Regions from separate parts of the Cricetulus griseus genome. Here region 1 is linked to region 2. A link is a contact called in public Hi-C data. All regions are on one chromosome and are shown on one strand. Each heading gives the region's core, a stretch centred on a gene start, on an enhancer-like site or on the middle of the called end of the contact. The rest is flanking DNA. Distances are from core to core; before and after follow the strand shown. Region 1 holds the start of Mapkapk3 (MAP kinase-activated protein kinase 3). Region 2 overlaps Tex264 (testis-expressed protein 264).

Region 1 (6,860 bases), core at 4,183-6,682, 570 kb before region 2:
AGAGCTGGAGTATCTAGAGAGCTGTATGGCTGCTAACTCTTCAGTAGGAACTGTCTATTGCCACATTTCTATGAAGATAAGGGGATTTCACAGATGTCTTGCAACTCTCTCTCTCTCTCTCTCTCTCTCTCTCTCTCTCTCTCTGTGTGTGTGTGTGTGTGTGTGTGTGTGTGTGTGTGTGTGTGTGTTTTCAGGTGTTTTCAGGAGCCATGGCACTCATGTAGAGTCAGAGGATAACCATGTGAACCCCAGGGCTCACACTAAGGCTAAGGCTGTCAGGCTTGGTGGCAAGCACCTTGATCTGCTGGCCTATTTCACTGGCTCCCAGGGCTGTGATTTTGAATTTGGATCTTTATGACGCCACATTTCAAGTACTATGTCCCTTCTAGTTCACCGTGATCACTGAGCACTTACCATGTGCTAGACACTCAACAAATTCCAGTCTTATCTCTCACTCACAACTACCTGTCTTCTATGAGAGGAAACTAAGACAGATTACAGTGTGCTTAGATCTTACAGCCAGCCAGTAGTGGGTTGCAACCAAAGCCCTTCAACCTTCTGAATACTTCTTCTCTAGGTCAAAGTAACCTGCAAACTCCTCAGCATCCTTCCTGTCCTCACTCTGGAGGACAGGACACATGGGTATCCCCCTTGAAAGCATCTCCTACAGAGGTCAGGGATTAGGAAATTCTGTGCAAACCAGTGTCCACAAGGGGTTTGGCTCTCTGATAGTCTTCTGTGGATTTAATAGTGTAATGCACCTCACCTGTGTGCTGGGAACTGTGGTGTACCTCTGTTCTGCCCAAACTTGCCCACCTACTTGCTTCGTAACTCTGTCCATTTCCTTATTACCTCTCCAGTCCCTGGCTGCGCCCCTTGAACGGCCCCTCATCCTTGACTGCGGGGCCCACACTGCCACCTAGTGGCGCCCCTTCAGCCATCACTAGGCAAAATATCCAGAGATGGTCCTTTCTAGTGTGTTCAGTCCCAGGCACTGGATCCCGGTGACTGCAAGACACTTTTGCCTTCCCCCTCCTAGGAAAATCACAAGATGGATAACAAGAATACACAGCAATATTCCCTCAATATCTGGTTTCTATCCTATCACCACGAGCAGGTTCCCTTTCATCAAAAGGCCATTGTGGTCGGGAGCAGGGACTGCCCTCCCTCCACCAGGCACTTATTGGGTGGTCTATTTGGTCACTGTAAGCTACTACAAAGGTCCCAGTCTCTGTTCCCTTGAACACAACTATCACAAAGGGCTACATGGCAGAGTCTGCTGCCACGAACTCACCGTGCTCACGCCCAGCATCCTATGTTTTAAATCTTTTTAACAGTGTGAAAGGGGACATGAGTCCAGGTGGTTGCTGCAGCATAAGCATTGAGAAGAAGCTACATAGTCTGATTTTCCTGGGTTAAATGAACAGCTGGAAAACCTCTGTTTATGATTGATATGGGAAATACAATCATAGGCATTTACATTTAAGTGTGTGTGTGTGTGCACGCGTGCGCGCACGTGGGTATGCATGCCACAGTGTGAGTGTAGAGTTAGAAGGCAACATTGTGAAGTCTATTCTCTCCTTCCATCTTTGCATAGATCCTCAGGATTGAACCCAACTCTCTGGGCTTATGTACGAAGTGCACACTCACTCACTAAGCCGTCTCACCAGCCCAGGAAGGGCATTTTTTTTTTTTTATGGGACTACTTACTTTCTATATTTTGGTGTGGTTTGAACAATTGCAGCAAGCAAGTTTGACTCCTCTATAAATTTTAACAAAATGAAGTGTATGGTGGCTCACACCTGTAATTCTGACACCTGAGAGGCTGAGGTAGGGAGGTCAGGAGTTGAAGATCATCTTTGTCTACTTAGTGAGTTTGATGTCAGCTCGGGCTACACCAGACCCTGTCTCAAAAAAATAAATCAAATGCTTTCTGAATGCCCAGGGATGGGTTCATATGGCGTTGTTCTTGATTCCCATCATTACTTAAAGGGAAACTTATACAATGTCGGGAGCCCTCGATGCCCTCAAATTCCTTGTGGCAGGGACCCACTTTGGTGGCACCGACTTCCAGTTCCAGATGGAGCAGCACATCTACAAAAGGAAAAGTGTTGGTATCTACATCATAAATCTGAAGAGCGCCTGGGGGAGGCTGATGCTTGCAGCTCGGGCTGTGGTTGCCATTGAGAACCCTGCTGATGTCAGTCAGCATCATCTCCTCAGGGAACACTGGCCAGCGAGCCCTGCTGAAGCTTTGCCATTAGACACTCCGATTGCTGCCGCTTCACACCCGGCACCTTCACTAACAAGATCCAAGTAGCCTCCAGGGAGCCATGGCTTCTAGTGGTGATCCCTGGGCTGACCACCAGCCTCTCACAGAGGTGTCATATGTCAACCTGCCCACCATTGCTCTGTGTAACACAGACTCTGCGCTACGTGAACATTGCCATCCCATGCAACAACAAGGGCGCTCACTCAGTGGGTCTGATGTGGTGGACACTGGCCCCGGAAGTATTCCGCATGCGTGGCGCTATCTCTGGTGAGCGCCTATGGGATGTAATCCCTGGTCTTTACCCAGAGAAGACTGAAGAGGAACAGGCTGCTGCCAAGAAGGCTGCGACCAAGGAGGAATTTCACAGCGAATGAATGGCGCCAGCTCCCCAGAGATGGCAGACTGGTCGGTCTGAGAGTGCGCACGTGCCCTCTGCACCCATCCAGCGGCTCCCCACTAAAGGCTGGAGTGCCCAGCTAGTTACTGAGGACTGGTCAGCAGCTCCCACAGTGCAGGCCACTGAGTGGTTGGAGTCACCACTGAGTGTCCCTGAGCTGCTCTGCAGGCACCTGAGCCGCTCTGCAGGCACCTGAGCCAATGGGAAAAGGTGGAAGGAGAATAAAATTCCTAAAAGCTGAAAAGGAAATAAATAAATAAACACAAATAAATAAATAAAACCATCTAACTTTAAGACGTAATTATAAAAATTTTAGGGCACTTAAAATCTAGTCCTGTATATGAATATCTGTATGTGTCTCTTGTGTGCACTGTGTGTGTACCAGGCTGTCTCTTTTAGGCCACCAACCAGCTCCCAAATCATGACACAGAGACTTATTCCTAGTTTTGAATGCTCTACCTAGCTTAGGCTCCTTTCTGGCTGGCTCTTTTAACTTAACCTGTTTATCTATCTTTTGCCGTGGGAGTCATGACCTTTCTTACTTCTGTATATCTTACCTCCACTGCGTCCCTATGCCTGGCTGGCTGGCATCTCCCTTGTTTCCCCTTCTTCTCTCCTTCCTCCTCCCACTCTTCTCCCATTTATTTTCTCTGTTCGCCAGCTCCGCCTGCCCTTTCTCTGCCTAGCTATTGGCCATTCAGCTCTTTACTCGACCAATCAGGTGTCCTAGGCAGGCAAGGTGAAACAAATGCAACACATCCTTACATTGTTAAACAAATGCAGCATAAACAAATATAACACACCTTCACACAGTTAAATTAGTATTTTGCAGCCTAAACAATGTAATGCCTTTGTGCCTAGTTAAGATGCTACTCCACAATAGTGTGAGTGCATGTGTGAGAGTATTCTTGCACAGGTGAAGGAGCGCAAAGGGGGAGGAAGCATCGTGGGAGGTGGCCGTTATCTGAGAAGGCCCAACTTGGGGGTTGTGCTTTGGGATTGAAATGGTGGGCTCTCAGCAATACGTGCTGTGAAAAAATGGGGGCTCTCTTGCTAGTTGCTGGCTTCGAACAGGTCATTTGCCCTCTCCGGTCTTTCTTCTCTTACGTGTTTTCAGTGTGTGTCTAAAGGGATGGTGACCTCCTCCTTCCCCCGTCTCAGGGAGGCCGTGGTGCTCACAGGAAGTGCTCTTATGATCAGCAGAAGCTCTTATCTAGAACCTCTGTTTCACTGGTTATTGCTAGCTTAAATGTTGCCTGGAGGAGACAGGCTGAGCCACCTGCAGAGAGTACCCACAAATAGTTGCAGTAGTCTTCACAAAGTGGTTATCCGCAGCGGGAGGCCATTGTATAGATAGAAGGCCACCAAGTTCCTGCTAGCTAGGAACTAGTTCTCTGACAATCGTGGACGTTCAGCCATGTGTCTTTGTATGTGTTGTGGTGGGAGGTTATAGAGGAGGTCTTCAAAGTCATCAATTCCCAGGCCCGGAAATTTATACACCTTTGGGTAGGACAGAGGTCCTGGTGACTGCAGTTCTGAATATAGCCTGTAGATGGCAGCAAAGTCCTATTTAGAGGAAAGTCTCAAGGCATCACTCGGGTTCCCCAACTTGTGGATTGTAGACATGGTTGGAAGAGTTCCCACAGGAGACGCAGTCTCGATCTCTGTGGCTCTCGCCGAGGCCTTCCCCCCACTCCCCCGCTCCATGGGAGCCTCTGATTCTTCTGTGAAATAAGAGACTTCTGGGAAAGCTGGCTCAAGATATCTATGACAGGCTAAGATGGACTAAGAATGAACTTGATGTCTAAATACAGAAAGGGAAATTTCAAAGCTAATAGAGAATCTGTCTCTGGGGTAGGAGAAAGAGAGTTTAATGTTAAGTTAATCTCTATTTATTTGGTTTTCGAGACTTGGTTTCTCTGGAACTTGCTCTGTAGACCAGGCTGGGCTCTAACTCAGAGATCCGCCTTCCTCTGCCTTCCCAGTGCTGGGATTAAAGGCGTGTGCCTTTATAAATACATCCTCACGGTGTAGCCTAGGTTAACCTCGAACTCACAGTCTTCCCGCCTAAACCTTCTTCGTGCAGGAAATATACGTTTTCACCTTCACCACGACCAGAGACTTGAAATAGAACCTAAAGCCCAAACCATAATATGAGAAGTTGGTGCACCCGACCAAATGGGAAATCAAGGTTCTGACTCAAGAACATGCCAGGTGTGTTCACCCTGCGGCTGCGGGCCACATGCCTTATGGGACAGCATGAATGTGGCCCAATACATTTGTGGCTGACACAAGTAAGTCGCAAAGTCAAGAGGTTGGTCAGGCAGTGTACAAAAAGAAAAGCTGGCTAGTGCTAGAGAGGTACCCTAAACCACCAGGGACTGGAGTGGCGAATCAAACAACCACTTCCCGGGGCAGAATGGCAGAAATTGGGTTGAATTCTAGAGCGTCGAAGCAGCCCCTTGGCCGCGTGCACAGAGAACGCGGCCCTCAAGAGCCCTTAGAGAAACAAAATGTTGTTGCTGTCACTTGCGTTGCCACTTTTCTAGGTCGCGGATAAAATCCGAGGCTGGTACGGCAGTTGGAGGAGTTTCTACCGGTGTCCCAGGGCGCCCGGAAAGTTGCAGCCACTTCAGGAGGCCACGCCCCCATTTTGTCCCGGCTCCAGGCGGAGCCTGCCAGGGGCTGTGCCCCGGCCAGCCCAACCCGGACCCGCCTGGCCCTTTAAGGCTGACCTAGCGGGGCCCCAAGTCCGGATGACGTGCCGGGAAGGGGGGTGGGGGGTCACGTGGGCCGCGGGTGGCGAGACTCGGGCCCAGGGCGCCCCTCGGCTGCAGGCTCCCCGGTTCACTATTCCTTGCCCGTCTCGCCTGCAGCATGGCTTCCGTCTAGTGCAGTGCCACCAAGTGCGCCTTCGCCAGGTACGCTTTCCCCGGACCCCTGTATGACCAGATCTCAGGATCTGGCGGCTACACAGCGCCGAGCTCCTTCCCCACTCGACATGTGCCAGGGCTAGGGATCACCTCCCACCCTGCTGCCCGTAGGTACTCTCAGGCAGTTTCCAGCTTGTCTTGGGGCCAGCAGCCTAGTCAGTCTGGTTCTGGAGAAACCAAGGCTGGGGTGTGTCCAAAAGTGAGGGGAGTGACTCTTTCCCTTTCCCCCAGGTGCCTCTGGACGCGCAAGGCTGGGGCTACCTCGGAGCGCCCCGTGGGGGCCATGGATGGCGAGGCAGCAGGGGAGAAGGGGAGTCTTGTGCCCCCGCCAGGTGCACTCGATGGGCCCACCTTGGGCGGTGCTCAGGCCCTAGGTGTGCGACGAGAGCCCAAGAAGTACGCGGTGACTGACGACTACCAGTTATCCAAGCAGGTGCTGGGCCTGGGTGTGAACGGCAAGGTGCTGGAGTGCTACCACCGGCGCACTGGGCAGAAGTGTGCCTTGAAGGTTAGTGACCGTCTCTCCGAGGGCTGGGGTGACCTGGAGGGTTCAACAGCAGATACTTGTGGGTGTAAGCATCTACACTTAACATCATGTTTTATTTTTATACTCTTCCTCTAAGATCAAACTCATGGTCCTTCCAGCCTCACACTTGGGGAAAAGAGGCTCAACCTACCCAAGCTCCGGGTGTGTCCCAGAGAGCACGGGGAGGAGTCATTGTGAGTGGAGCTGCTGTACCCGGAAGGTGGGAGGGAGAGGCTGTACGCTCTGGTTCTGGCTTGGGCTATGTGTTCAGGCCCAAGTGGGGCTCTCACTGCTTGGTTATCCCACACACAAACAAGTACCTCCTGCTATGAAGTTTCTCTCTACCTGAGGCTGAGCCCCCAAGGCTCAGAGTGGCTTGCTTCCTCCTCATTGCCTCTGCCTGCTTAGGCTGGACTATGAGCCTCTTAAAGACAGTTAGTGGGGCAAACGCTGGTGCCCATCACACCTTAGGGTGCTCTTTGACTGCTGGGTTCTTGATGAATTGTTGGCCCTTTGTAGAAAGGGGCCAGCTCTGCTCCTAGGCTGACCCACCCTGGACAAATGATGGGCAGTCTTTTAGTCACATCGTATTCAAAGTTCCCTAGAGACCTGGTACACCGATGTAGCTGGACTGGGGGAATGGCTTGGAATAGCTAATCTCTGAATCTGGCTCCAGGCACCCAGTTCCAGCCCAAGACCTCCCACCTGTTCCCAACCCACTCCTCCAGAATC
Region 2 (6,443 bases), core at 2,107-4,606:
AGGTGCTGTCACCATTCCTGTAAGTCTGCTCTATGTGCACCTCTGTCATGCCTTCCACATTTCCTCCTCTGCTATTTGGGGCTTATGCAACCTGCCTGTCTACCATTGTGGAAGCCGAGGTGAGGCAAGAGGGTGTGGTAGTTAGTTATATTTACCTGGCCTAGGCAGATGGGATCTGCTCTTCACATCCGTCACCAAGTATCATGCTTTTCCCAGGGGCATGGAGTAATGGAGGAACTGATGGCATTCTGGGCTTAAAGAACCCTCTTTCCATTAGTCCACTGAGAATCAAGGCCTAGAACCACAAAGTTTGCAGGGCCTGAGAGTTTTCAGAGTTCTGATTTAGGTATGTACCGCTCTCCTCACTGCTCAGTGGGGTTAAGGCATGTGGGTCAGATGGAGCCTAGGAAGGAATGAGGAGATAAAGTTTCCCTGGGCTGACATCTTCAACAGGGCGGTGGAAATATGGGCTGAGCTGCTGTTTCCTGAGGACCCAGGCTGTCTATACTCCGATTAACCTGTGGATGTTTTCTGCCAGATGGAACCAGACTATTGCTCTGTAATAAGTTAAGCGTGGAAGAGGTCTCTCAAGGTGAGCTCCTCGCTGCCCTTGGGAGGTAAAGTGAGAGGAGAGGACTCTGGATTCACCCTTCTAGGTCTGAATCAAGGCTCTGGATGCTTCCTAGCATGTGATTTTGTGAGTCACTTGGTCTCCCAGTGAGCCTTTCTCTTCTATCAAATGGGATGAAAGAATCCTTCCTGCCTCAGGTGCTGAATGTTGAACCCAGGGCCTCGTTCATGCTAAATGCATCTTCCCAAATGCCAGGTTTTAGTTTTGTGGCATCAAAGTGATGAGGCAAAGGCCCAGTGCCTGGTTCCTAATAGTTCATAGCACATTTGACACCAGCCCTGACACTAAGAGCCTTGTACCACAGGGCTTTTATGCCTTCAGGAATGCCTGCTCCAGGTGTCCTGAGTCTGGGGAGACACAGTGCAGGGAAAGGCTATTTTTTCTAGCTAGGGCTGAATTCTCAAATTCCCATGTGATTGTGGGTTGTATGTTTCAATTCCAGAGCTTGTCTGCTTAGGTTTGAACCCTGACCCCAACACTGCCTTGCTGTGTGACATTTGCTGATTAACTTGGTATCCTGTGCCTCAGGAGCAAGGTTGAGAACAGTACCAACTGACCACACAATGCTGTGTGGATCTAATGAGCTTAGGTGTGGAAAGCAGCAAGTGGTGAGGCCTTGTCAGGCACCTGTTATCAGTAGGGTATGCTTCTGGGAGTAGAAGAGAAGGTTCCTAAGGAACTAAAGTAAAGATGGGAACTCTCAGAAAGCCCCCAGAGCCTTTTTTAAAAAAAAGAGTTGACATCCCAATGACTTCTTCCTTCCTTCTGAGCCCCCTAGAGTATGAGTCTTGTCTTCTGGCCTAGTTGTTGGTATCAGCCCATATTCCAGCTGTTGGCTACCTTATGATCCTTCACATAGCAGATAAGTTGAATACATATCTTGGTATGTTGACTGAATACCAGGTCTGGGTAAAGGAGGCCCAGTACACATCTGTAATTGGTAGATACCACCCCTTTTTAACCCTGGGAGTGCCAATGCAAGCACATAGCTTTATCTCTATGTCTCCCCTTGCCTTGGTAACTCTGATTGAGAACTGTCAAGAGAGGGATCATGGCAGTCCTCTGGGCTTGGACTGGCAGATGATATACCTATCCCTGTTGGCTGAATGGATTGTGGGCTGAGGTTGGCCATTTCCACTGAACCCAGTGTGCCAGCTGACATAATTTCTCTTTTCTGAATCCTGAAAGATACAAATCTTGTCCTATCCCTATAGTTTGGAGGTCTCAGCCAGGCAGTACCCTGAGATGACTCTTCACTGTGGCCTAATGGTTGTCAGAGACCTCTCTGCTAAGGGCAGTGGGCTAGCATCAGGATGGACTCATACCTGAAATCTTCAGGTTCCAAGCAACTCCTCCTCCTCATCTGGGACTGAGGAGGCTGTATACCTTGAAGATGTGCTGAAGCCTGGAATGCCCCTGTCTCTTCCTTGGTAGTCCCCACCCTTTCTTTTTCTTTCTTTTTTTGCTTTTTGAGATAGGGTTTCTCTGTGTAGCGGCCCTGGCTGCCCCGGAACTTCATTTGTAGACCAGGCTGAACTCAAACTCACAGGGATCTGCCTGCCTCTGCCTCCTAAGTGCTGGGATTAAAGACATGCACTGCCACCACCTGGCCTCTTGCTTTCTCCTCCCTCCTTCCCTCCCTCCCTCCCTCCCTCCCTCCCCCCCTCTCTTTCTTTCTTTCTTTCTTTCTTTCTTTCTTTACAGGGTTTCTCTGTGTAACAGCCCTAGCTGTCCTATAACTCAGTTTGTATACCAGGCTAGCCTTGAACGCAGAGATCCATCTGCCCTCTGCTAAGATTAAAGGCATGCACCGTCACTGTCTGGTATGATAGTCTTGGTTTTGATGGTAGATCCTGGGTGGGCTTTCCTTTCTTCAAAGTGGTGTTGGTTCTGCCTTTGTCCTGTCTCTCCAGTATGGTTCCAGGCTAGTGCAGTTCTGGTCCAGCTCTTGTTTTGGTCATAGATACTCCAGCTAGATTTGATATGAGTAGAAGTAATAGACAAATAGGAGACCCGGGCTTTTGTCTTGGACCTGGTCACTGCTATTGGACCAACTTTGCAACTTCCTGGATTATCTTTGTAGCTGTCTTGTCTCTTTGCTGGTGACCTGGTTCTACTGCAGATGGTAGGATTACTGTGGTGCCTCTTCTAAGCACTGGCCAGGATAGGGAAAGGGGCAAATAATAACCTTACTTGTAGAGTTGGTAGACATAGAGACCAATCGAGTCGGAGAGAGCTCTTGTGTTCCACACTACTACATTGGAGAGGAGCACTTCCCTTTCTGCAGATCATTTGATTGTGGCGTAGGGTTTGTGTGAGCAGCTGTGTGCATGCTGGCACCATTGTTAAATATACCCGAGAAATTTCTGTGTAGGATCCTAGACTTTCCAGCCTTGAGGCTGGAGTGGTGGGAAAAAAATGAGAAGACTTCATTACAGTGCAGTAGAAGACCTGTTCTATTTGTGTTTATTTGGGATCAAAGAGGAGGGGCAGCTTCCAGGAGAATAGCAAGGCTTTGAGGAGAGGAGTTGTAGGATGAACTGGAGTTTTCCAGAAAGAAGACTCAAATCGGGTGAAGAGGAACATTTTAGGCAAAGGAAGGAGCTTACGCAAGGCATGGGAAGACGTGGCATGTTTGGCTACAAATAGTTACATGTGGGTGTATATGGGGGTGTGGTAGGAGAGGAGGCTGGCAAGGCGGGCTGGGCCAGACCCGGGTTCTGCCCCTCCCTCTGCCACGTACCCAGTGGCTGCCTGCCCAGGTTCTGGCCCTGCTGATTCCTGATCCTGAGGTGAGTTCAGTGTCATGCCTGACCTGTTTGGCTTGGAGGTTTAGTTTTGCCGTAGATATGAGCTGGGAGTCTGTCATTGAGAGGTTCTAATCATGTGTTCAAGTATCTTGGAGTCAAAGAGTGTTTTGTTGGTATTTCCGTGGGGGCTGCTGAAGTGATTTCAGGAAAGACCTTGGAACTCAGATTAAGGCAGGCAAGGGAGAAAGAGAAGCTGTCAATTGACAAGTGACCTTCCACCCATTTCTCCCTCTAACTTACATTAACATTTTTTTTTTCTCTCTTCTCTACTCCCCTCCCACCTAGCATAGCTTACATTGGGGTCAGGTACCTTCCCTGTCCCTTGGCCTGGCAGTCCAGGCCTGTGAGAGCCTCCTGCCTATATAGCCATTGCAACTCTTAGGGTGTAAGTGGTATAGGTCCGCCATCTAGAGACAAGACATGGTACTGCAGCTCTGTCACGTTTGAATGGAATGGGAGGAGCTTAAGGCTAAGTAGTCTTGAGAAGGCTCAGCAAATTTTGCAAGAAGTTTGGGGAGAGGGAAAATGTTACAAAGCTACCCATTAACCCTGAAGGACGGGTGGGGGAGGACTATATTCAAAGGTTAGGTTGGATGGTCATTCTAGACCAAGGGACTGATTGGGACAGTGTTATTGTTATGAATAATCAAAAATAGTTATGGGCACTTCATTAGTGCCAAGCCTTTGTGAAGTGTTTCTTTTATGTGAAAAGCCTATAAGGAAATACCAAGGAATTGGTGCTCTGAGAAGCCAAGGGACTTGGCTAGGATCACATGACTTGGGTTTTACTCCCTGGCCAGTCTTCCTATAGCCGTAGTTATGAACATTGCATTATATCGCCTATGACTAAAACTCCTAAGTTATACTTGCTGCCCTTGGGTTCAAGGAAGCAACAAGGTCAGAACCATGAGAGTTGGCTAACCCCCCTAGGGTCTCCTCAGAGGTCAGAGCCCGGAACAGAAAAGTGTGATTCTAAGGCAGAGATAGGTTGCCAGAGTAGAGGAAGTGAATCAGGGCTAAGAAAGCCCCTAGGGAATGGTGACAGGTGTTGGAAGGACCAAAACAGGGTGGTAGGGGTGGTAGAAGCAGATGTATAGCAATAACTTCATGGTGCTGAGAAAGTGGGTTAGGAAGGTAGAGGTAGGAGAGTGTCCTGTTTAAATAAGGAGAGAGGTCAGTAGGCTCTGGTAGGGAAAGAATTGAATCGTGCCTTAAGATCAAAAAAATCCCAGATTTGAGGCACTATATCTGTGGTAAATGTCCTGGATTTAGGAACACCTTCCCCTGGGGGCCTAGTCCAAGAGCTGGTACATAGATGGCAGGAAAATAGACTTGGGAAATAGAAGGTTGGGCAGACTAGTGCCACCTGTTGCCATAAGTGAGCACTGGCCCTGTCATCCTTAGGTCAGCCTTGGAAGTGTTGGAAACTCAGAACTCACTGCCTCTGTCTGATGAGAGCCTGAGGAAAGAGAAATAGAATAGCAAGTACATTTGTTAGGGACTGGGAGACATGGGAACCACCAGTATGGAGTATAAACAGGAAGGGATTGGAAAGTAGGCAGGTTTTAGGTGGAAAAGAGGCTGTTGTGATGGTGGCTGTCCCTACATGTGTACCTAGAGGTGATTCCTCTTAAATTTTTATCTCACATCCTGACCCTCCACAGTAAATTCTAAATCCCCACCCTGGCCTCTGTCCTGTGTGTTCCACTGTATACATTTACACACACTTGTTTTCATGGAGCAACCAGGAAAGACAGCTGTTGTAGGCTTTTTTCTTTATTCTCACTCCTCAGTTCTGCTGCCTTGTTCACCGTGATTTCTCTGTTAGTGAAGCTTGCTCCTCTGGGATATAGGAGGGAAATAAACTAATTGGACTGTGCTGGATCCAGACCCTAGGATGGGCAATCTGCAGTCCTGCTGGAGGCCCTCTGAGACTGGGACCCATAGAAGGTAACAGCAGAAGATGGGAAATCCTTGGCAGCACCATGTAGGCTGTGTAGGGGGTGATAGCTCAGATAGCTCAGATACCTCTTTGTTCTTTCCTCCCCATGTGTCCTGGAGGGTAGAGACTAAATTATTTTCTTTCTCTTTTTTTCCCCCCCTCACCATGATTCTTGAATCATGTGTGCAGCTTAGCATGTTTGCTGAAGAAATGGATGAGAGTCATGCAGCAGGATGCTGGTTTTGGTACAGAAATGGTTAGCTCCTTCCTAGGATCTAGGGCTCTGTAGCTTGTCAGAGCAGGTGGTTCCTCCAGGGTTGAGTTAGTTCAGAAGCAGAGGGCCTTAGGTCTGAAGGCCTCCTTCCTTTGCGTGGTAATGACCCCATGCTCTGCCTCTACAGGTGCCTCCTGAGAAGTGCCGGTGTGCAGTAGGCAGCATCCTGAGTGAGGGAGAGGAGTCACCCTCACCTGAGCTCATTCACCTCTATCAGAAATTCGGCTTCAAGGTCTTCTCCTTTCCAGCACCCAGCCATGTGGTGACAGCCACCTTCCCCTACACCACCCCCATATCCATCTGGCTGGCTGCCCGCCGAGTCCACCCTGCTTTGGATACCTATATCAAGGTGAGACATAGGTATAGTGCATGGGGGGTGGACACTCGGATCCCTTGGGTGGGAGCTGAGAGGACTTCCCAGGATATGAGGAAGAGAGAGTAGCTCTCTTGAGACCTCATAGATCAGGCACCTATGTTGCCAGGGAATATTGGCAGAGAGTCCTGGCATCTCTTTTAGATGTTTAAGGTCTTGGGGTCAGACTATGTCCAAGAGCTTGTTCAGAAACCTGACCTGATGTAGTCAGATTGATTCTGTCTGTCCTTACCGTGTCCCTATCTTGCTTGCGGCCTAACAAGTTCTCAGAGGCCATGTGTCACCTTGGCCTTGATGCTGCATTTGCCCCCATCCCTGTCCTCCCAAGGACTTGAACAGCAGTGCCAGGCTCTGCTTCCTTTATTTCTGACCTGGAAGGAAGTAATGCTGGCAACACAACCTGTCTGGAGGAG

The links. A called contact is a pair of places that touch in the nucleus more often than the background predicts.
Region 1: a contact with region 2 is called in a Hi-C map of the CHL-YN cell line, with 5 times the contacts expected there. The contact joins the promoter of Mapkapk3 here to the enhancer-like site in region 2. A contact is called at or near these places in 3 of 8 Hi-C or Micro-C datasets (the CHL-YN cell line and the CHO-K1 cell line).

The regions. Positions count from the first base shown.
Region 1 is chr4:215,466,907-215,473,766 of CriGri-PICRH-1.0, reverse strand. Mapkapk3 (MAP kinase-activated protein kinase 3) reads left to right here and starts at 5,432. Exons shown (of 11, transcript XM_027414444.2): 1 at 5,432-5,590; 2 at 5,834-6,110. The coding sequence starts at 5,886. It also overlaps the pseudogene LOC100769188.
Region 2 is chr4:214,896,649-214,903,091 of CriGri-PICRH-1.0, reverse strand. Tex264 (testis-expressed protein 264) reads left to right here. Exons shown (of 6, transcript XM_027414424.2): 4 at 5,785-6,006. Among named protein-coding and RNA genes, the nearest start is that of Tex264, 10 kb to the left of the region's middle. Within about 2 kb of position 3,356, at least 1 of the 6 cell types and tissues checked has open chromatin away from gene starts, as enhancers often do.